7 separate regions of the Mus musculus genome follow, and regions 1, 2, 3, 5, 6 and 7 are each linked to region 4. The links are chromatin contacts, called in public promoter capture Hi-C maps. All regions are on one chromosome and are shown on one strand. Each heading gives the region's core, a stretch centred on a gene start, on an enhancer-like site or on the middle of the called end of the contact. The rest is flanking DNA. Distances are from core to core; before and after follow the strand shown. Region 1 holds the start of Ppil2 (peptidylprolyl isomerase (cyclophilin)-like 2). Region 2 holds the start of Ube2l3 (ubiquitin-conjugating enzyme E2L 3). Region 3 holds the start of Yeats2 (YEATS domain containing 2). Region 4 holds the start of Dgcr8 (DGCR8, microprocessor complex subunit). Region 5 holds the start of Ydjc (YdjC homolog (bacterial)). Region 6 holds the start of Hic2 (hypermethylated in cancer 2). Region 7 holds the start of Ypel1 (yippee like 1).

Region 1 (2,700 bases), core at 42-2,541, 1.2 Mb after region 4:
AGGTAAGATTTATTTGGAAGGCAGAAGTTATGAAGTAAGAAGCTGACAGGATGACTGCCTTTGGCTAACTGGGTGGATGGTGGTCCTTGTTAATCCTGCCAAATGAGAATCAGACCAGTGACCCAGATTTTTTGGTTGCATTTTCAGTTAGACAGGGTTATCTCCCTAAAGTAGGATTTGAGAGCATAGTCTCAAAGGAGAATTTTTTTTTTTAATATCCCCCAAACTGCAAGGCTAGGGGGTTTCTAATGTTTTATGTTTATGTAGGAATTTGACAAGACATCTTAAAATTATTTGGTTGAAGATCTTATCAGGAGGTTAGGGTTAGGGTATGGAACATACCATTTAGCATCAAAGTGGAGATTTGGAACAAGGAAATTAAGAATTCTTTGATCAGCCAGGCGGTGGTGGCACACACCTTTAATCCCAGCACTTGGGAGGCAGAGGCAGTGGATTTCTGAGTTCCAGGCCAGCCTGATCTATAGAGTGAGCACCAGGACAGCCAGGGCTACACAGAGAAACCCTGTCTCAAAAAACAAAAACAAACAAAAACCCAGCTTAGGGTGGAGAGATGCCTTAACAAATAAGAGCTGTGCAAGTCTGGCAAAGAGAACCAACTCCTCACTTGTCCTCTGAGCTCTACACTTGTGGCATGGCCACTATTTAACCACACACACAATTTTAAAAAGGAAACTTGGGGCCGGGCATGGTGGCACACTCCTCTAGTCCCAGCACTCGGGAGGCAGAGGCAGGCGGATTTCTGAGTTCGAGGCCAGCCTGGTCTACAGAGTGAGTTCCAGGACAGCCAGGGCTACACAGAGAAACCCTGTTTCGAAATACCAAAAAAAAAAAAAAAAAAGGAGACTTGGGACCCATTCTCCCGGCACATGAGACCCAGACCAAAGATCTGGCCACAGAAGGAGCAGAGAGGGCTTGGTCATCTGCCAGCTGATGGGCCTGAAGGGCGTGGGGACCGAACGAGAGAAGAGTTGAGTATACACATGGACATGGCTTTAGAGAAGGTGAAAAAGGTTGAAGATCTTTAGATACAAAGGAGGTGAGTCTGAGTGAGTCTGCCTAGCATAGCATGGACTGAACAAGTAGCCAGACAGTGCATAGAAAAGTTTTTGAGGGCTTGGGGGAGGCAACGCAGTATGGTGGGAGACAGGAAAAGTGGATTCTACTCAAAGTTAGCAAGCTTCAGCCTAGCACGGTGCCTGCACCCAGCACCTGGACACCTGGAAACCACAATTCCCAGAATGCTTTCTTCCAACTTCCGGGATCCAGTGCGTCGATCTCCGGAAGTAGTTGAGAAAGCGGAGGCGCCATAGTCAGTGTCTGCTGTGGTCTCTTCGGTTTGTTGCCACCATGGGGAAGCGACAGCACCAGAAGGACAAGATGTAAGTTGGGTCGCGTCTCTCGTCTCAGCTCGTCGCCGTGCTGAAGGCTATCATCTGAAAGCCTCAGCTCTCACAGGCGCGGTCTCGTCCCTCAGTGCAGCCTACGCGGGCCAGGGCGTTCTACCGCCGGACTAACTAACTTCCGGGATTTCCCTACCCCTAGCCTTTCTGCGAACGAGTTTTGCCCCTGAGTTGGTTGTCCGCTTCGTCCTGGCTCTAGTCTGAGAGCCTACACACAGGCGACAGCCTTCAAGTTGAAGATAGGCGGGTCGTGCTCCATGTTCCCCTCCCATTTGCTGCTGCTGTACTTTCTGTTTTCTGTTGTCTCTTCAGATGCTCCCCGCCCCTAGCTGCTTGCAAGGATATCTTTGACTTCTGTATTGCCAGATCTAGTATCCAGCTTTTCAGTCCTTGGGCTTCTTCCCTTTCCAAAAGTAGCCTTTAGTGAGATCTTACATGCGCTTAGTAGTTTTTTTTGTTTGTTTTTGTTTTTGTTTTTGTTTTTCAAGATAGGGTTTCTCTGTGTAGCCCTGGCTGTCCTGGAACTCACTTTGTAGATCAGGCTGGCCTCGAACTCAGAAATCCCCTTGCCTCTGCCTCCCGAGTGCTAGGATTAAAGGCTTGGCGCTTAGTAATTTAATCTGCGAATGATCTCTATTTCATTCCTCTTTGCTGGGCTTCCCCTCCCCTTGTCCCAGACCTCGGGGGTGTTTCCTTCATCCCTGTGGTGGATCTGTTCAAAGAGTCTCTTGCACTAAGTCAGCAGCTTTCACTCAGTTCTCCACTTGGAAAACTTACAGCTTTTTCAAAACTAGTATGCTAAAAGGGAACTTGATAATTTTCACACCTAAGCCTGCCGTTTCTTATCCTAGCTCAGTGGTTACATAGTGGGTCCCTGATTTACTATATATAGACTGAAGACAATTCTCATCCTAACAGAAGAACAACCGCACAGAGCAACTGGAGCTATGTTAGATCATGTCTGGGTCCTGCTCAAAATCACCCACCAGCTTCCCATCACACTTAGGCAAATAGAGAGTACTCTCCTTGATCTTTGACTCATTTTTGACTCGGCCGCTGTCCTTGCTTCTGTGTCTTTTTCTGCTGCTACGTACCTCATCACACTCTTCCTCTGCTGTCTCCTTTCTGGAACAGATTCAGCTTGTCCTGTTCCAGCCTCAGTAAGTGTTATTCCTGTAAAGGGCTTCCCCAGAGCTTTGTGTGCCTAGCTCTTCCTGTCAGATAGTCTATAAGTCCAGTTCATTTCCTTCTGGACAAGGTGCTGTTGATGTTTCTTTAT
Region 2 (2,700 bases), core at 107-2,606, 1.1 Mb after region 4:
AAACAAGAACAACAAAACAAACAAACAAACAAAAAAAGAGTTATATTGTTTGAACCAAATTTGAAAACCTCTGAATTAAGTGTCCTGAATATTCTGCTGAATGAAAGCAATGCATTCTCTTCACATTTCTGTCGGCCTCATGTTGCCAGCTCTGTACTGCTAGTTTCTCCTTAGAGCTTCAGCCCTTTTGAGACATGGAGTCTGGGGTCTTGGTGGCCTAGCCCACCATTCCCCCACTGGTGTCAAGTGATTTTCCCTTAGGGAGTCTATTAATTTTAGATAGAAAGGGCATCAAAAGACCAAAGCAAAAATCCTTTCTAATGGGCACATGGATGTTACTCATGGAGTACAGGTACTTTCAGAACTTGAGGGTGGAAGCTGGAGGATCAGGAGTTTAAGGTCATCTTTAGTTATATAGTGAATTTTGAGGCCACCTTAGGCTACATGAGGCCTTATCTACATCTCATCTCCCAACCTCCAACACTTCTCCACTTGTAAAAGCACTGAGTGAGTGTAGGGTTTGCCTTCTGGCAGTTTCTTTCTTCCTCTCTGGATATTTCAGCCATTACTAGGATCATACTATGTAGCTAGGCTGGCTAGAATCTATATTCTGCTTGCCTCTGCCTCCCTCTGCAGGAATTAAAGGCACAATCCACTTATCTTCGGCTGCCCTGCACTGTCTTATTCATGGTATTTCTTCAGTGAGCCTTCCTGAGAAGCAGATCCTGTAGTTCTTGTGTGTAGGAGGCTGTATGTGAATGTTAGTGTGGGCGTGCACACACATGCATGTGGAGACCTGAGGTCCACAGAATTCTTTCCTTGTTTGTACTTTACAGGTTTTCTCCTTGAATCTGAGGCTCACCATCAATTCAGTTAGGCAGGTTAGAAAAAGAACTTCAGAGATCTAACTGTAACTTACCTCCCCTAGTGCTAATGACCATGCTTGCTTCTGTGTGGGTTCTTGGGAACCCAAATTCAGGTCCTTCTTGATCAGGCAGGCACTTTACCGATTGTATTACGTGTTCAGTAACAGAATAACTTTCTCATCTCCCAGTTTTGATTTCTTCACAATGTTTAGTAGTGCCTGAAATAATCTTGATTATTCTATTATTTTGTGTACACACTATTTATAGTGCACCTACTATGTGTCAAGCACTGTATGTACTTGCCATAGGATTGGAGGCGCCATAAAGTAAGGATCTTTAACTGTCCAGGTCACTCGAGTCTACACAGGATTCTATAGCCCTGGGACCTGCACACAGTAGGCACATTTCTCTATTCCGCGCTCTTCCCGGTTAGCCCCTCCCCCGCTCCAGGAAGTGAGGGGGTTCTAGCCGCCTGGCCTACCGCGATGCATTTTGGGAAAGCAGCAGCACCAGATCCAAGATGGCGGCCAGCAGGAGGCTGATGAAGGTAAAAGCCATTCTCTGGCGCTGGCCAGGCGGGGGGCGGCGTCCCCGGGCCGGGACCCCTACGGCGGGCCGCGGTTCCTTGGGGCGACGCCGTTCTTCATCCCTCATTGCGTGGCCCCGCTGTGCCGCGTGCGGAGAGATCTAACGGGGCCGCCTAGGCCGCAGCCTGGGCGGGAGCGCAAGGCCGCGCTGAGAGCCGCCGCTGCCGGCCCTTCGGATCAGCCTGGGCAGTTCTCGAGCCCCCTCCTCCTGGAGCGAAGCCGGGCCCTCCGTCGCAGCGGCCGCGGTCCGGGTCGAGGACGCCGTTGATGTGTGGGCCGGGCCTGGAGGCCCCAAGCTGGGCGCCCTCGGGGAAGAAAGCCGGAGCCCCGGCTGGGAGTACGCGCCGCGGAGCCGCCCGGTCCTGGGCCGCGGTCGCCGTTCTCTGAGCCCCATTCCGCCAGCCCACAGCTCCGGGACCGGGAGGCTGCGAGGCCCGAGACGGGAAAGGAAGGAGGAGGGCAGGCGGCCAAAGTTAGGTCAGTTAGTTGGTGGTCTTTTGAAATTGTGTTGGGTCCACGCAAACTGTCGCCTTGTGACTGCAGAGTCACACAGCCGACAAGTTCCAACTCTAGGAAGGCGTGGGGTCGTCTCCCTGCGTAGCTAGGTTCTCTTTTCTATCCACCTCTTAGTCATCCGCATCTCCTTTCCCTGATGAAGGGTGGGGGTTGGTTTCTGTCGTTGAAATCAAAACCTGCCAAAGTTTACGAAAATAACTTGGTATACGCACTTTGTATCTTGAATGTATGGGAGTGTCACTTCACTAATTGGCTCCTTTGGTGAAGCATACAATATAGGTGCTCAGTTGGAGTTTTTCACGAGTAGATCTGCGGACATCCTCTAAAGATAACCCGCCAGTGTTTGAGTGCTACCTGGTAGTGCGGCCGAGCTCTCGCCGGACCGGAAATAAAAAAGGTCGCAGGAGCTGGCTCTTGAGACCAAATTTGTATTTGGTTGATGGAGTCACTGGAAACAAAAGAAAGCCATTTGCTCACTGAAACCTAGAGAGAACATTTGATAAAACTAGAGTGGAAGTGGGCACAAAACAATTGTGATCAAACCCCCTTATCTGTTCTGCGGGTGACACTCCATCATTTACCTACAGGAAAGGAATGCTAATCACTTCCGTGTTCAAACCCCAAAAGTTGTCGTCCCTTCAGCCTTGTGGGTTTCAGTTTAGGAAGATTTCGTGACTGCATGCTGTTTTCTTGTAATTTGATGACATGAATTCATCTGCCTTTTCTCAGGT
Region 3 (2,700 bases), core at 45-2,544, 1.9 Mb before region 4:
CTTTTCACTCTGTCTACTTCCATTTGCAAGGAGTCAATCCAGGCTACCGCAGAAGGCTGCATCCTGACTCCTCAGCACCCCCCCCACACACACACACACACACTTTTGACTTCTCCGGTGTAGTGGTGGGATTGTGCCACTACCTTCTCAAAACCTTTCTACGAGCTTCCTATAAAAAGTAAGTCTGCCAGATGTGGTGGTGGTGGAACCACACCCTTAATCCCAGCACTGGGAAAGCAGAGGCTGGTAGATCTGAGTTCGAGGCCAGCCTGGTCTACAGAGAGGACTGAGGTTCTGAGACAGGTCTATGTATGTATATGAAAGAGACCCCCGTCTAAAACGAACCACAGTTAAGGCACCAACCCCTCATCGGTTGTTTTGGTCCTACCTTTAAGGCAGACTACACAAATATACACACCCATAGTAATTACTTCTGGACACTAGAATTTCTTCTTTGTCCTTGTCTAAATTTTAAAAATATTCTCGGATGAGTACTTGCTACTTATTAATGGCAACGATACTGCTGAATAAATGTGTATTACCTTCTAGTTTATGTTATGGAATTTTAAAAGTGGGTTGTTTCTGCAATTAGGTATGTGCCTAGACAAAAATACTAGCAATATCAAAACTAGTAAGATGTTAGTGAGCTGCAGAATTATAGGACACAGTATTTTTTGTTTAACATAAATACTTGCATAATGGAGATGAGCTCTAAGCCTTATTGTCTTCTGCATAAGCACACCGAGCCGTGTTTCTGGTCAAGTCCTCACTTTCCGAAGCTTCCATAGGACACAGCACCGTCCTACGCTCTCGTGCAGACTTCTCGCAACCTTCCTAAGCCGCCGCAGATTTCTTTGGGCAAATCCAAACTTGCCGAGGCGACCTCGTCTCGGGACCACCCGCGGGTCACCGCGCAAGCTCAGCCGCCTCGGCTGCAAAGCGACCCGTCTGAGGCTGCGCGGCGAGAAGAACCCTCCCCACGCCGGACCTGGCTCTCCGCGGACCCAGGCGCCCACCCGTCCGCGCCGCTGAGCTGTCCGCGCGGCCGCGGTGGGGGAGGGGTGCACGTGCCCGCGCCAGACAATGCCCCGCACAAGACGCGCGCCCGCACCGACACTCACCCTTCCTGCGCGCCCAGCTGCAGCGCCGCCCTGCCGGGACCCGGAACCCCCACGCGGAGAGAAAGAGCGAAAGGTCTCCTCCCGTGGAACCGCCGTGCGAGGCCCGGGACGCGCCCGCGCGGAAGCTCACGACAGAGCAGCCCGCCCGCCGTCAGGCTCCGCCCCGCACGTCACCTCGAGGGCGGGGCGGCGCGGGCGCGCGCGGTGGGGGCGGGGTCGGGGCGGCGTGGCCGCGGGGGGCTAAAGCTGCTCCTGAACTCTGCGTCGCACCTTCAGGTTGACCGCTTGAGCCGGCCAACCGTTGTCTTCCTGCTGAAAGTTTGAGAGAATGCTGGTTCTCTTGTAGTCATGGCAATAGTAACTATGGTGACCGCACTGCTGAGCGTACCATCTTGCGTCACTGTGTTTAGTGATAGAGGTGTATATAGCAGCCGTAACCTAGTATCTAGTATCGCGGGGTAATACTTGTAGTCTGGAGACTGAGGCAGGAGCATCACAAGTACAAAACCTGTCTAGTTACATAGTGAATTCAAGGCCCTGTCTCAAAGTAAAAGTTATTGGTAGAGTGCTTGCTTAGAGCAATGCTGTGGGTCCAACCTCCAGCACCATAAATATATATATTAAACAAGCAAACAAAAAAAAAAAAAGAAAGAAAGAAAGAAAGAAAGAAAGGAAGGAAGAAAGAAAGACGTGGTGGCGCACGCCTTTAATCCCAGCACTTGGGAGGCAGAGGCAGGCGGATTTCTGAGTTCGAGGCCAGCCTGGTCTAAAAAGTGAGCTCCAGGACAGCCAGGGCTATACAGAGAAACCCTGTCTCGAGAAACCCTGTCTCGAAAAACCAAAAAGAGAGAGAGAGAGAGAGAGAGAGAGAGAGAGAGAGAGAGAGAGAGAGAATGAAGGAAGCAAAGACAGGAAGAAGGCATTAATCATTGTGAACCCATTTTAGTAGATGTAGCACCTGAGTGAGGTGTAGTGGTCCCCCCTCCCCCCTCTGGTCCCAGATACTTTGTAGACTGAAAGAAAGGGTGAAGGTTTGAAAACGTTGAAAACTTTTTTGTTTGTTTTGTTTTTTGAGACACTGTTTCTCTGTAGAAACATTTACTTTTGTAGATTTACTTAATGTAGATGCAGCTAATGAATGACAATCCATTAAGCCTCGGTTTTCCCTTTAAAATCGCTTGAAACCAGCTTTCTTCCATGATACTACACACCAAGACTTCCTATTACTTCTTCAGGACTACAGCATCCAGGCTGACCTTGGAGCTGCCTCAGACTTTTTCAGCTCTTGCTCATATTGTACAGCTTGTACATACTTACCACACAAGCTGAGTAGTGAGGTTTTTTTTTTTTTTTTAAGATTTATTTACTATTATACATAAGTACACTGTAGCTGACTTCAGACGCACCAGAAGAGGGCGTCAGATCTCATTACTGGTGGTTGTGAACCACCATGTGGTTGTTGGGATTTGAACTCAGGACCTTTGGAAGAGCAGTCAGTGCTCTTACCTGCTGAGCCATCTCACCAGCCCGAGTAGTGAGTTTTATTATATTTTATGTACATATTGTCAATCTTTTTATG
Region 4 (2,700 bases), core at 100-2,599:
GTTAAAATAGATACAATTGGGGCTGGAGAGATGGCTCAGTGGTTAAGAGCACCTACTACTCTTCCAGAGGTTCTGAGTTCAATTCCCAGCAACCACATGGTGGCTCACAACTATCTGTAATGGGATCTGATGCCCTCTTCAGTTGTGTCTGAAGAGAGCAATGGTGTACTAATATAAATAAAATATATCTTAAAAAAAAAAATAGATACAATCTCCCCAACCTTAGGGATATAACTCAGTGCTTTTAGCATTAACACAAGTGTGCTGAGACCGTGAGTTCTTCAACATGTTACCCTTTAGTCGTGTTTTTAGCATCCACTTTTCATGTCCAGCAGCAATTACTGAAGTGTTTGCCTAACGGCAGACAGTTTTCTATAAAATTTTTATTACACTTATTGACTTGAATCAGAACCTAAAGGAAAGCTAAACTATTTGAGGTTCTGGATAGTATAAATATAACTTATCCCCACCTTAGTCCCGGGCTTATAGCAATGAAGTAATGGTTTGTGGGTTCGGGATTTGAAGGGCTCAGGAACAGACCTGGCTAACTTCATTTTGTTTCTGAGTCACTTCTGTCCTAAAGAATTTTCCTAAGTCTCATACTGCTACCACGGGTGTCAGATGAGTCTGGAACTGCTTAAGTTTCTTTATGGTCTTTGGCACTGACACAAGTCTGCAAGGCCTACCTAAGGTCCACCCCAAACTAAAAGGACCCCCAATCGGCTCTGCTTCTCCTTCCTTTTTTGACACGGAGGATGCTGTAAGCACAGCGAACATTTTTAGTCATCAGATCTTTGTCCTTCCTGGTGTGATGATATTGCGAGTAAAACTCCTTTCCTATCCTCCGCATCGCGCATCTTATCCGTTGACTTTCTAGGATGGGTGTACCTCCAACATTGTCCTTGGGACGACCCAGAGCCGGAGGTCCATTGTCATTCGCAAACTCAAAAGTGACTATTGAGCTCAACAGAGGCCAGCTCATAGATGAGCTCCCAGCGTCCCTCGCACTCCCGCGCTCCCCGGCTCCCGGCAGCCTCTACGCGCCTCTCTCCCGGCGCGCCCCGCGGCCGCAACTCAGCCCCACCCGGAGCGACAGCCGTTAGAAGTGCCAGGCTTGCGGCTGGTCCCGCCCATCCCGGTCTCCATAGCGCCTCGCAATTGGGCCGCGCGCGCCTCGCGCTGCCGATTGGCGGCCGCCTCAGCCCGCTCCCGGCTCCCCCAATGCGCGGAGGCCGTGCGCCGTGATTGGTAGCCCTCCGCCAAGGCCCGCCTTCCGCTCGCCCGCGCGGCAGCGGGTCTCAAGAGCCGAGCGCTTTGCAAGGGCCTTCGCGGGTTGTGGCGGCGCCGGGGTCGGTGAGGGTCGACCGGCTGTGGTCGGGCTGCGGGCGGCTCGGGCAGGTCGCGGGCGCCACAGGTAGGTGCGGGGCGCGATGGGCGCCCCGCGGGCGGCGGGCGCTGCGGCCTGGAGAGGCTGCGCCCTTTCCTTCCCTCCTTCCACCCCCACCCCTCCCGGGCGAGGCCACAGGCCGGGGCTCGGGGCGGGGCGCGGCGCGCTAGGCGGGCTGGGCCACGCGGAGTCGCGGCCTTTGTGCAGTGGGGGCCGGGCCCGGAGCCCAGGCATCATGAACGTAGGGTGCTGTCTGCCTGGTAACGAAGCCCCCTGGGCGGTGGGCCCGAAGCCATTGCCTCGCCTTCTGGCGGGAGAGGTGTGGGCAGGGACACCTCAACGCCCCGAACTCCGCCTGTTTTGTTTGGAAAAAGCCAAGAAACCGCCCAAGTCTCCACCAAATTACCCGTGGATGAAGTGTCATGTAGCTTATCAGAATGTGGTTTTACAGTAACAATGAACGTTGTAGAAATAAATGGCAAGTGGCAACCTGTTGACAGCGATACATGTCAAGTAGTATCATCCAGTGGATTTGGGTTGCTGATGGTAGGAATTTGATTTGCCATCTTGCATGCTTGCATGTACCTTATTGCCAGATGCAGAGATGTCCTGTGTTGGGTTGTTGACTCTTGTATGCCAATCACTATTAGGGTGCCCACTCTCTGCTGGCTCAAACTAGACTCCCAGCCTTGGAAGTGGCTCAGTTCCCACTGTAATCCATCACTAACCGAAGATAGTGAAAGGCTGGCCCAGCTAGTGTGGCCTTTCAGTTTAGAATAGGATTTGCGGGGTGACAAAGGAATTGATGAGGTCATACTGCCTTTGGGTTGAGCGGGAGGCTGCAGCTGTAGCACTGGCCATCCGTTCAGCAAGTAGGAGTTGTTCACATGTTTTGGGTAAGCCCTGTGCCAGGGTCCAGGGGAGCCAGCAGTGGGTCTGACTTGCTCACAGTCTAATTGGCAAATCAAAATCTGCATCCATAGGTCCAGTCAGCTGAAGAATAGTGAGGTTTACAGGCAGGAGGGCTACCCTTTGAGCTGTGTTGCCAAACATGTGGAGCAGGCAGTTCACAGTGGCTGTCTGAATTTTACCTTGTGAGAAACATGATTTTGACTGGTTTGCCCAGTTTGGCCTTCTCTTGTCATCATTCCCCTCCCATGTGATCCTATGTACTTTTCACATCAGTTTCCTTTGACATCTTCCATGACTCCCATCTCCAGTACTGTCTGTCCTCCCTTCTGATCTCCAATCTCCTGCTTCTAGTTGTCTATTCCACTTTAACACCAAATAGGTTGATTCACTCCAAGAGATAA
Region 5 (2,700 bases), core at 94-2,593, 1.1 Mb after region 4:
AGGCACACTGGGGTATCCGGGATGTGCCATCAGCTCGGCAGTCAGGGCGTGGCCAGCAGGGATATCTTCCAGGGCCCGCGCCAGTGACCCCAAGACTCGGTGAGCTGACATATGCCGGCCACAAGTGCTCAGGCCCACAAAGGCATCGGTCCACCTGTGAGTGCCAGGATATCAGAGGTGTTGCCTCAAGGACCGGTCGGGATAGGCAGAGGGTGGAGCAGGACAGTAGGTCAACTCCTAACTTTTTTTTTTTTTTTGGTTGAGAAAAACCAACCAAAACTGGGATCTTTGGGGACGTGGCAGGGTTGGATGTAGTTGGGAAGGCTGATGCTCACCGCAGGCCGTGGCGAGAGAAGGGGCCAATTGCGGCCCGGGCATCGCGCTCCACCGTGCAGGCGAAGGCGCGCGCTGGCGCTTCGAGCCACGCGCAGCTGCCCACGCCACGTTCTGCCGGCAGCCGTGTGAAGCGGACCCCGTACGCCTGCAGCGCCTCGGCGAACACCTGACACACGCCTGCTTGGAGGGGTGGGCGCAGAGGGGAGTCTCCATCGACCTCCCATCAACCCAGGAAAGAAGCCCCACCCCCCGCCCTGGGAGTATCAAGCCGCGTACCTGGAAGCACATGCACGTGCTGGTGACCGTCCACGTGCGTGGGGGACCTGCCCAGCAACTCCCGGAAGCGGCTGAGTTGAGCTTCTAGTTCCTCCCGCACCTGAAGGGAGGGGCACAGATACTATGAGCTTCGGGAAGCAGCCACAAAACTAGGAGCTCCGTCTGGTGCCACGATGCGACTGCTCCAGCCTTTGAACTAGAGAGTATACCCAGCATCCGCTTTTGACCCAACGACTTCCATGATACCCTCTGGGCTGAGATTTGAAGATCAAGATGAGTATTCCCCTGCAGCCACGTCTCCGCACCTGGGGCAAAGCAACGTCTCCAGCCGCTAAAGCCTCCCGAAATCCCATCTTGCCGAGAAAGAAGCCTTCGGGGCTGAGGAGCGACGAGGCGTTGTGGCGGGCCGGGCCCACCGGACGGCCCTCAGACAGGTTGGCGTGAAGACCCGTGGGAATGCTGTGCCTACGGGCAGAGCGCGAGAGCGATCACCGGCTGCCACCAAGTGGGAGCCCCTAAACCAGCCGGGTCCTGTAGGGGACCGCCCTCACCTGCGGGCCAGCTCGGCCGCACTCTCTGCGGCTGTGCCGTTAACCAGCAGTGACACGCTGGTCACAGTTCCTGCCAGGAAGGCCTCTACGATGCCCTCATCGCGCCGCGGGCAATAACCAAAGTCATCAGCGGTGACAACCAGCCGCACGCGGGGAAAAGCCATGGCTGCCAAACCCTGGCTGGAGAGCAGAGGGAATAGGTTGGAGCATCCAGACCCCGCCCTCGAACGCTGCCGAGGCCCCACCCCGACGCACACGCCTAAATGCGGCTGCAAGCCGCCATTGTTCTCGCCACCTAGAGGTCTCTGAATGTCCTGCTAACGCTCTGCAAATTTTATTTTTTTGTTCGTGTGTGTGTGTGTGTGTGTGTGTGTGTGTGTGTGTTTATGTATATATACATATGTATGTATATACGTGTATACACGTGTGTGTGTATATATAGTATATATATACATACATAAATACACACACACACATATATGTGTTTATACTTATGTATATATACATGTATATATACATATGTATGTATATACGTGTATACACGTGTGTGTGTATATATAGTATATATATATACATACATAAATACACACACATATATATGTGTGTTTATACTTATGTATATATACATGTATATATACATATGTATGTATATATGTGTATACACGTGTGTGTATATATATAGTATATATAAACACACACATATATATGTATATACGTGTATACACGTGTATATATATATATATGTATATATATATACATACATAAATACACACACGCATATGTGTGTGTGTGTGCGCGTGTGTGCATGCGCGCCTGGTTTTGATCCACAATGTGAACGCATACTGGTAACCGAACTTCAGTCCTTTGCAAGAACTGTAAGCTTTCCTAACCACTGAGTTCTCTAGCTCATTTTTTTATTTTTGAACTGTAATTTTTTTTAATGTCGAAAAGGAGAAATATATTCAAGAGAAATTCCCCTTGCTCTTCTCAGTGTTTATCATTACTAAGTTTCTGGGCAGTATATTGTCCTTCCATTATTTTCTCTGAGAAAAAAACCAGCCACCTACCTTTCTCCATCACTCAATGATGATGCCAAGTTATTTCATTCTTGTAATGCTGCTCTTCTTTGTTTCAGTCTGTTCCTCACTGATTCTCCCAAGGGGAGGCTTTTTCTTAGCAAAAGCTCTAAACAACAAGAAAACTGGCAGATTTACTCAAGAAAGCACTAGTTCACTTTCACCTTGAGCTTAAGGCAATGCTTACATCCGTCACCTCACTTTTGGACTTTGTCCAGTAAGCTTCCTTATCCATGACTTACCTATAATCACCATGGTGACATGGTAATGTGGCTGTCTTGATACTGTTTTGAAACAGTCTTATGTATACCAGGCTGACCTCACTATTCATTCAGCTGAGGCTAGCCTTGAACGTCTGATCCTAGAGCTTCCACCTGTCCAGTGCTGGAGCTACAGGTATGTGCTACCACGCCTGGTTTTTGTGGCACAGGAAATTAAACCAAAGACTTCATGCATGTTAG
Region 6 (2,700 bases), core at 106-2,605, 1.1 Mb after region 4:
ATCCCTCTAGGGTTTGCCTCCATCCCACCAACCTTTGTCCTAGATTGGAAATCCCAAGTTCAGCCTAGAAGATGAGCCCCTCCACGACCTGCCGAATCTCCTGGTCCTAGGTGCAAAAGCCACAGCTAGCAAACCCCAGTAACAGTCCAGTCACAGGATTCCTATAGGCAAGGATCCGCCCCTCCCCCATCGCCACATATGTCAGTGGGGGTGGCCTCTCAGTGTTACACCCCTCCTGCTGATTGAAAGTGAGGAACCTGGAACACAGCTTTCCAAATGCGCCTGACAATTATAACTAGAAAAGATACTGTGAAGAGGGGGATAGAACACATAAGTAAATAACTTCTGAATCTCTCCGGCCAGCCAAGATCAGCACGGGACTCTCGTCGCAAGGTAGTCCAAAACTGTTCAGGGCGCGGCCGCTGAGAGTATTATCTGGCCTCAATCACTCCAAGTACCTAAGTCACTGCCCCCCAGGGAGAGGTATTTTCCCCCAGCACTTACACCCAGGCTTGTGTGCATATGAACCATTCTGGAAGATAAACAGAGAATGACAAGCTAGGGCCCCTCAGCTCACTCCCTGAGCCAGCCAGTCCCTTCCTCTTGCCACCCGACCCCCTCCCCCCAAGCCCATCTCTCTTCCTGCCAGGCGGCTGCCTCCAGCAAAGGTCTGGGGGCAGGGCAGAAAGCCCACCCAGCCACGGAGCCGGGCCCTCTAAGCCCTACCCTGTCCCTGACACGGCCAGTCCCCCAGCCAGGAAGGGTACTCGAGGAAAAGGACTGCAGACCATACACACAAGCGCAGTTCTGGAAACCGTAAAGCGTTCCAGTGAGGGGCAGCCGCAGGCGTACAGCCGTTTGCATAATGGGAGAACGCCCGCCTGTCAGGCAGCATAGCTCGCCCGACGCCGTTCGGATTAGATTGCTAATGAAAAGGCACAAAGAGCCGGCGCCCGCTACCCCGTCGACCCCCGCTCCACAGACTCGCGTCCCCGGACTGGCGCGGCCCTGGGGGCTTTGTGCCCGGAGTCCCCGTGCCGGCCGCAACCCGCCGGGCACCTGAACCACAAAGCCCCCGCCCGTCCAGGGTCCCGCGTGCGCCTCGGTTCGAGACTAGGGGCCGTGCGCGCGCTCCGTCCCACGCGCGCCCACGCCCCCCTCTCCGGGGGCGCGCCCGGCCCGCGTCGCCCTCCCTCGAGGACACCGCTTACCTCAGGTGCCTGCCAGAGGCCCCTCGTCTTGGGCGCCCGACCTGAGCTGCACGCGCCCGCCCTGTCCGCCCTCCGCCGGCCCCCGCTCGGCTCTCCGCCCAGCGCGCCCAGAGCGCTGCTCACAGCCGCCCGCTCCGCGCCATCTTGGAAGCTTGTGACGTCAGCTCCACCCGCTCACCCCTGACCCACATCTGAATGGGCGAGCGACAGGGCGGACCTGGAGGCGGACCCTTGTGGGGGCGGAACCCTGAGGCTGGGCGGGGCCGCCGAGGGGTCTGAGTCCAGGGATGGGCCAGTGGCTGCGGCAGAGTGTAATGGGGGAGGGGCGCACGGGAGGTCGCCTACAGGGTCCCGATGCAGGCGCCAGAACGGGATGGCAACCTCACCTCAAAATACTTGACGGGCAACACCCAGCGAAACAAGAATCCTGCTCTTTACCACGGGTCTATGCCCAGCCCTCAAACGGAAGACTGACCCGTTTTGAGCCTGACCCGGACCCTTCAGAACCCCCAACACTATCACCACCAACCCGGTTCAGGTGGCCTGCGCCTCTCCTCTTCCGCCCGTTTGAGCCCCTTGATCTACGCAGAGTATCTCAGTCTATAAAGTTTAGCACCCAAAGGCTGCTTGCTCCGCTGTCTGGGCTGCAGGAAGGCCTGCGTGGTTCTGATTTTAAAGGAGAAAAGAGGCCTGGGAGTCTTAACCCTAAACTTCTCCTAGGATCCTTACATCCACTCTCGCGAAGGTCGACCCGGATTGCGCAGAGGGCGGAGAGGTCCGTGTACACTCTGCTTACTTATCCAGAGTTCCGGTGACCGCCGCAGGTCACAGGAGTTTAGGCAGCCCAGTAAAGACCCAAGACTTGTGGCCATCCAAATGTATTGGGGTTCACACGGAGTTATTCTCTAGAGAGTTATTAGATGACCATCTCTCTACTTTGAACACTAAACACTAAAGCCCACCACTGTTAAAGGTCAGAAAAGTCCTAGCCAGAACCTACAGCTGTTCTATAGGGAGGTTGTGACCCAGAGTCAACATTGAAACCCAATTCAATAACCCTTCACAGAGGCAAGCATGCTTTCCGAATGTACAAGCTTAAAATAACAGATTAAAAAAAATTAAAATTCTTAGTTTACCCAATAGCTACATAGCTAATACATGATTGTTTTTACAACTATCATCTTTGAAACACCAAACAACAGAAATAGGAGTACATTTGTCCTAACAGATATTAAAGCAAATTATAAAGCTACTGCTGTCAATTATACTAGCCAAGACATAGAATACTATGCCTAAACATCCTAGAAATGGCGAAAACTCAATAGATTGAAAATGGGTGGCATGGGGCATGTCTTTAGTCCCAGAACTCTGAAGGCTGAAAGAGGCAGATCTCTGTGAATTAGAGCCAGTCTGACTACATAGTGACTTCCAGTTGAGCCAGGGCTACACAGTGAGCCTGCCTCAGAAAGGAAAAACAAAAAAGAACTAT
Region 7 (2,700 bases), core at 136-2,635, 1.2 Mb after region 4:
GGCCAGCCCCTGGGCTGCTATATATCTGTGGTAAGTCAAGATTTTGGTCTAATCCCTAAGAAGACATGCTAACCACATAGTCCCTTGGCTAGGAACACATAGACCTAGGGATCCTGGTAGCAAAACTCTTCAAATACAGCACCCCTGACTTTTTTAAGAGCCCACAGTATGGCTGGAGAGATGGGCTGACATCCTTTAGCACCTGCTGCTCTTGTGGAGGATCCATAACTTCGGCTCTAGGGGATCCGATGCCCTCTTCTGGCTTCTCTAGATACCAGGCACACACACGGTGAATATACATGTGTGTGTGTGTTTATTTATTTGTACCCCACCATACACATGCACACAGACACCCACTGGACCAGCCCCTAGGGGAGAGGGAGACGGGTACTCAGCAAACATTTGTTAACACATCTACCAGAACACAGCAGAGGTAAAGGGCCCTGGGTGATGGGTGAGGGTGGCTTACTCAGAGGGGCCTGGAGAAGTTCCCCAGAGGAGGTGAGCCTGGTCTTGGAACTTCAGCGGAGCGAGGAGGAGTATGGTCAATTCTTTGACAAGATACATTAGTTAAGGTGAATACATTGTGGATACTTATAAGGCAACTGAATTAGAAAGACCTTGGGCTGAAAAATGATGTTTTCAACGTCTATTATCTATCCAAAACAGAATTCTGCCGGCTTTCTATCCTGGAGCTCAGTACACGATCGAAGATGACCATTTGTGCAGTTATTGAGTAGAGAATATCTTATTTAGTTGCTACTGTTAGCAATTTACATTGATAAAGCCTAGAGCCACAAGTGGTAAACAATGAGGACAATTCCCTTTAGTTATTATTGTACAGGCAACTTGAAAATGCCACCCCATAATATTCTTTTATTGGAGGTATCTTCTGTATTTATTTCTTTCCCCATTTTTTAAGGTAGGGGAAAAAACAATGGGGGGGGGGGGGCGAAGAAAAAAGAAAGAAAGAAAGACCGGGATTTTGCGTTGTCTTCTAATGACCCAAATACCAACAGTTCGGAACATCAGAACAAAAAGTCAACGCATCCTCCGCACTCCCGCCCGGCCCGCCCGCGCCCAACAGGTGCTTCCCCGCCTCCCGGAGCCGGAGATCCTCAGGTCTCCGCAGAGAACCCCTGAGGCCCGCCCGTACTCACGGCCGCTCCGCGGTCCGCTGCGCCCATCCGGCCCAGGCTCGGTCGGCGCGAGCTCGGTTTTCAGGCGGTCCCGGTGTGACCCGGGACGCGCTCCGGCCGTTGGCGCCCACTCCGGGCGCGAGGCATCCTCCTGCCGCCGCCTCGCGGGCCGCCTGCCCTTTGTTTTGGACCCGTAGCCCAGCCCAGCCGCCATAAACGGCCTCGGAACGTGGCGATGCCCAATCAGTGTCCGAGCCCCGCCCTCGCGTTCCCGCCGCTCCGCCCCTCCACGCTCCCCGCCCCTCGCCCTGCCCCACGCGTCCACCCGCGCCCCGCTGCGCTCGGGGGACTGGGCTGGAACGTGTCCGGGTGGAGCTCGCCAGGAGTCCGGTGGGCTGGCCTGACGAGGAACCCAGGCGAACCGGCAGGTCGCGGGGCCGGTGGGGAGGTAGGGTCCTGGAAGGCCAAAGGACCGAGATTTTCCACAGGTTTGCGCCTCAGGCTGCAGGCAGGAGGACCTCTGCAGCTGGGTCCCTAGAGCGCAAGCTTCTTCCCTCTCTCCATACTGACCACCCTTTCTCCACTCTCCAAGTCGCCATCCAAGAGCCTCCAGGTCTGCGTGGACTTGAATTATGGAACCCCAGATTAGATTTCCTACCCACAAAACACAGGCAGTATCACCCAGTCTCCATGCCCACATCTGCGCTTCTTCTGTTATTTTTTTCTTAGTCTCTTTAGATCGATTTTTCAAAGCACACTGCTGAGGGTGAATGTACACATTGCAGGACGTATTTGCGCCCTCTAGAGTGTGCTTGTTAGGATTTATTGTATTGAGGATACCCCTAATTGATTAGATTGTGGGCCCTTTGAGTTGCCATTTACTTAGTGAGTCTCCCAAGTGACTGATTACTCTATTTTTGTATTCGTCCTAGCTAGGGAGTCTCATGTTTTTTTGGCTTTTAGAATATGATCTCTGTAATTCTGTAATTCAAGCTGGCCTCAACTATGTAGCTCAAACATGATCTTGAACTTTATATTTTAAGCTTATTGTGTGAATAAGCACATGCCTGTGCACCAGAGGTTAGCTCTGCTTCTCACCTACCATATTGATCCTGGATTTGAACTCAGGTCAGCAGGCTTGATAGCGGCACCCTCACTCACTGAACCATCTGGCTGACTCTTCTATTTTTAAAGAATTTAAGCGGGAGAGATGGCTCAGCAGTTAATAGCACTGACTGCTCTTCCAGAGGTCCTGATTTCAACTCCCAGCAACCACATGGATTGCTCACAACCATCTGTAACGGGATCTGATGCCCTCTTCTGGTGTGTCTGAAGACAGCGACAGTGTATTCACATACATGAAATAAATAAATCTTTTAAAAAATGTGTTTTTTTTAATAGCTTAGAAAATAGTAGGTTTATATACGGCATTTTCCTATTTCCTTAGCATTGGTTAGGCCTCCTCCAGCCTTCCTTTCCTACCCATCCCACTTCTAACACCTACCTGTTCATATCATGGATACTCCAGTGCCCTTTTCCAGCGTCCTGACTTCTGGAAGCA

The links. Promoter capture Hi-C pulls out the DNA fragments that hold promoters and counts their contacts.
Region 1: a contact with region 4 is called in a promoter capture Hi-C map of the C10 cell line, with 3 times the contacts expected there. The contact joins the promoter of Ppil2 here to the promoter of Dgcr8 in region 4. A contact is called at or near these places in 3 of 39 promoter capture datasets (the C10 cell line, cranial neural crest and liver).
Region 2: a promoter capture Hi-C map of liver shows a contact between it and region 4, with 5 times the contacts expected there. The contact joins the promoter of Ube2l3 here to the promoter of Dgcr8 in region 4. A contact is called at or near these places in 7 of 39 promoter capture datasets (the C10 cell line, cranial neural crest, hippocampal neurons and 3 more), 1 of 115 datasets of contacts at active chromatin or transcription factors (pancreatic cancer cells) and 1 of 9 other capture datasets (adipose tissue).
Region 3: a contact with region 4 is called in a promoter capture Hi-C map of frontonasal cranial neural crest, with 5 times the contacts expected there. The contact joins the promoter of Yeats2 here to the promoter of Dgcr8 in region 4. A contact is called at or near these places in 3 of 39 promoter capture datasets (cranial neural crest, frontonasal cranial neural crest and maxillary cranial neural crest) and 1 of 115 datasets of contacts at active chromatin or transcription factors (large pre-B cells).
Region 5: a contact with region 4 is called in a promoter capture Hi-C map of hippocampal neurons, with 2.9 times the contacts expected there. The contact joins the promoter of Ydjc here to the promoter of Dgcr8 in region 4. A contact is called at or near these places in 3 of 39 promoter capture datasets (hippocampal neurons and liver).
Region 6: a contact with region 4 is called in a promoter capture Hi-C map of liver, with 4 times the contacts expected there. The contact joins the promoter of Hic2 here to the promoter of Dgcr8 in region 4. A contact is called at or near these places in 3 of 39 promoter capture datasets (hippocampal neurons and liver) and 1 of 484 Hi-C or Micro-C datasets (B cells).
Region 7: a promoter capture Hi-C map of liver shows a contact between it and region 4, with 2.9 times the contacts expected there. The contact joins the promoter of Ypel1 here to the promoter of Dgcr8 in region 4. A contact is called at or near these places in 2 of 39 promoter capture datasets (cranial neural crest and liver).

Annotation. Positions count from the first base shown.
Region 1 is chr16:17,109,843-17,112,542 of GRCm38.p6, reverse strand. Ppil2 (peptidylprolyl isomerase (cyclophilin)-like 2) reads left to right here and starts at 1,291. Exons shown (of 21, transcript NM_001252444.1): 1 at 1,291-1,400. The coding sequence starts at 1,369.
Region 2 is chr16:17,200,148-17,202,847 of GRCm38.p6, reverse strand. Ube2l3 (ubiquitin-conjugating enzyme E2L 3) reads left to right here and starts at 1,356. Exons shown (of 4, transcript NM_009456.2): 1 at 1,356-1,413. The coding sequence starts at 1,387.
Region 3 is chr16:20,139,657-20,142,356 of GRCm38.p6, reverse strand. It overlaps Yeats2 (YEATS domain containing 2), which reads right to left and starts at 1,294. Exons shown (of 31, transcript NM_001145930.1): 1 at 1,122-1,294.
Region 4 is chr16:18,287,817-18,290,516 of GRCm38.p6, reverse strand. It overlaps Dgcr8 (DGCR8, microprocessor complex subunit), which reads left to right and starts at 1,349. Exons shown (of 14, transcript NM_033324.2): 1 at 1,349-1,414.
Region 5 is chr16:17,145,610-17,148,309 of GRCm38.p6, reverse strand. It overlaps Ydjc (YdjC homolog (bacterial)), which reads right to left and starts at 1,343. Exons shown (of 5, transcript NM_026940.4): 1 at 1,164-1,343; 2 at 918-1,077; 3 at 613-712; 4 at 336-513; 5 at 1-154. The coding sequence starts at 1,327. LOC115488656 (a long non-coding RNA gene) reads right to left here. Exons shown (of 3, transcript XR_003951945.1): 3 at 2,286-2,348. It also overlaps a transcript of Ccdc116 not described here.
Region 6 is chr16:17,232,242-17,234,941 of GRCm38.p6, reverse strand. It overlaps Hic2 (hypermethylated in cancer 2), which reads right to left and starts at 1,355. Exons shown (of 3, transcript NM_178922.3): 1 at 1,212-1,355.
Region 7 is chr16:17,068,824-17,071,523 of GRCm38.p6, reverse strand. Ypel1 (yippee like 1) reads right to left here and starts at 1,385. Exons shown (of 5, transcript NM_023249.6): 1 at 1,161-1,385.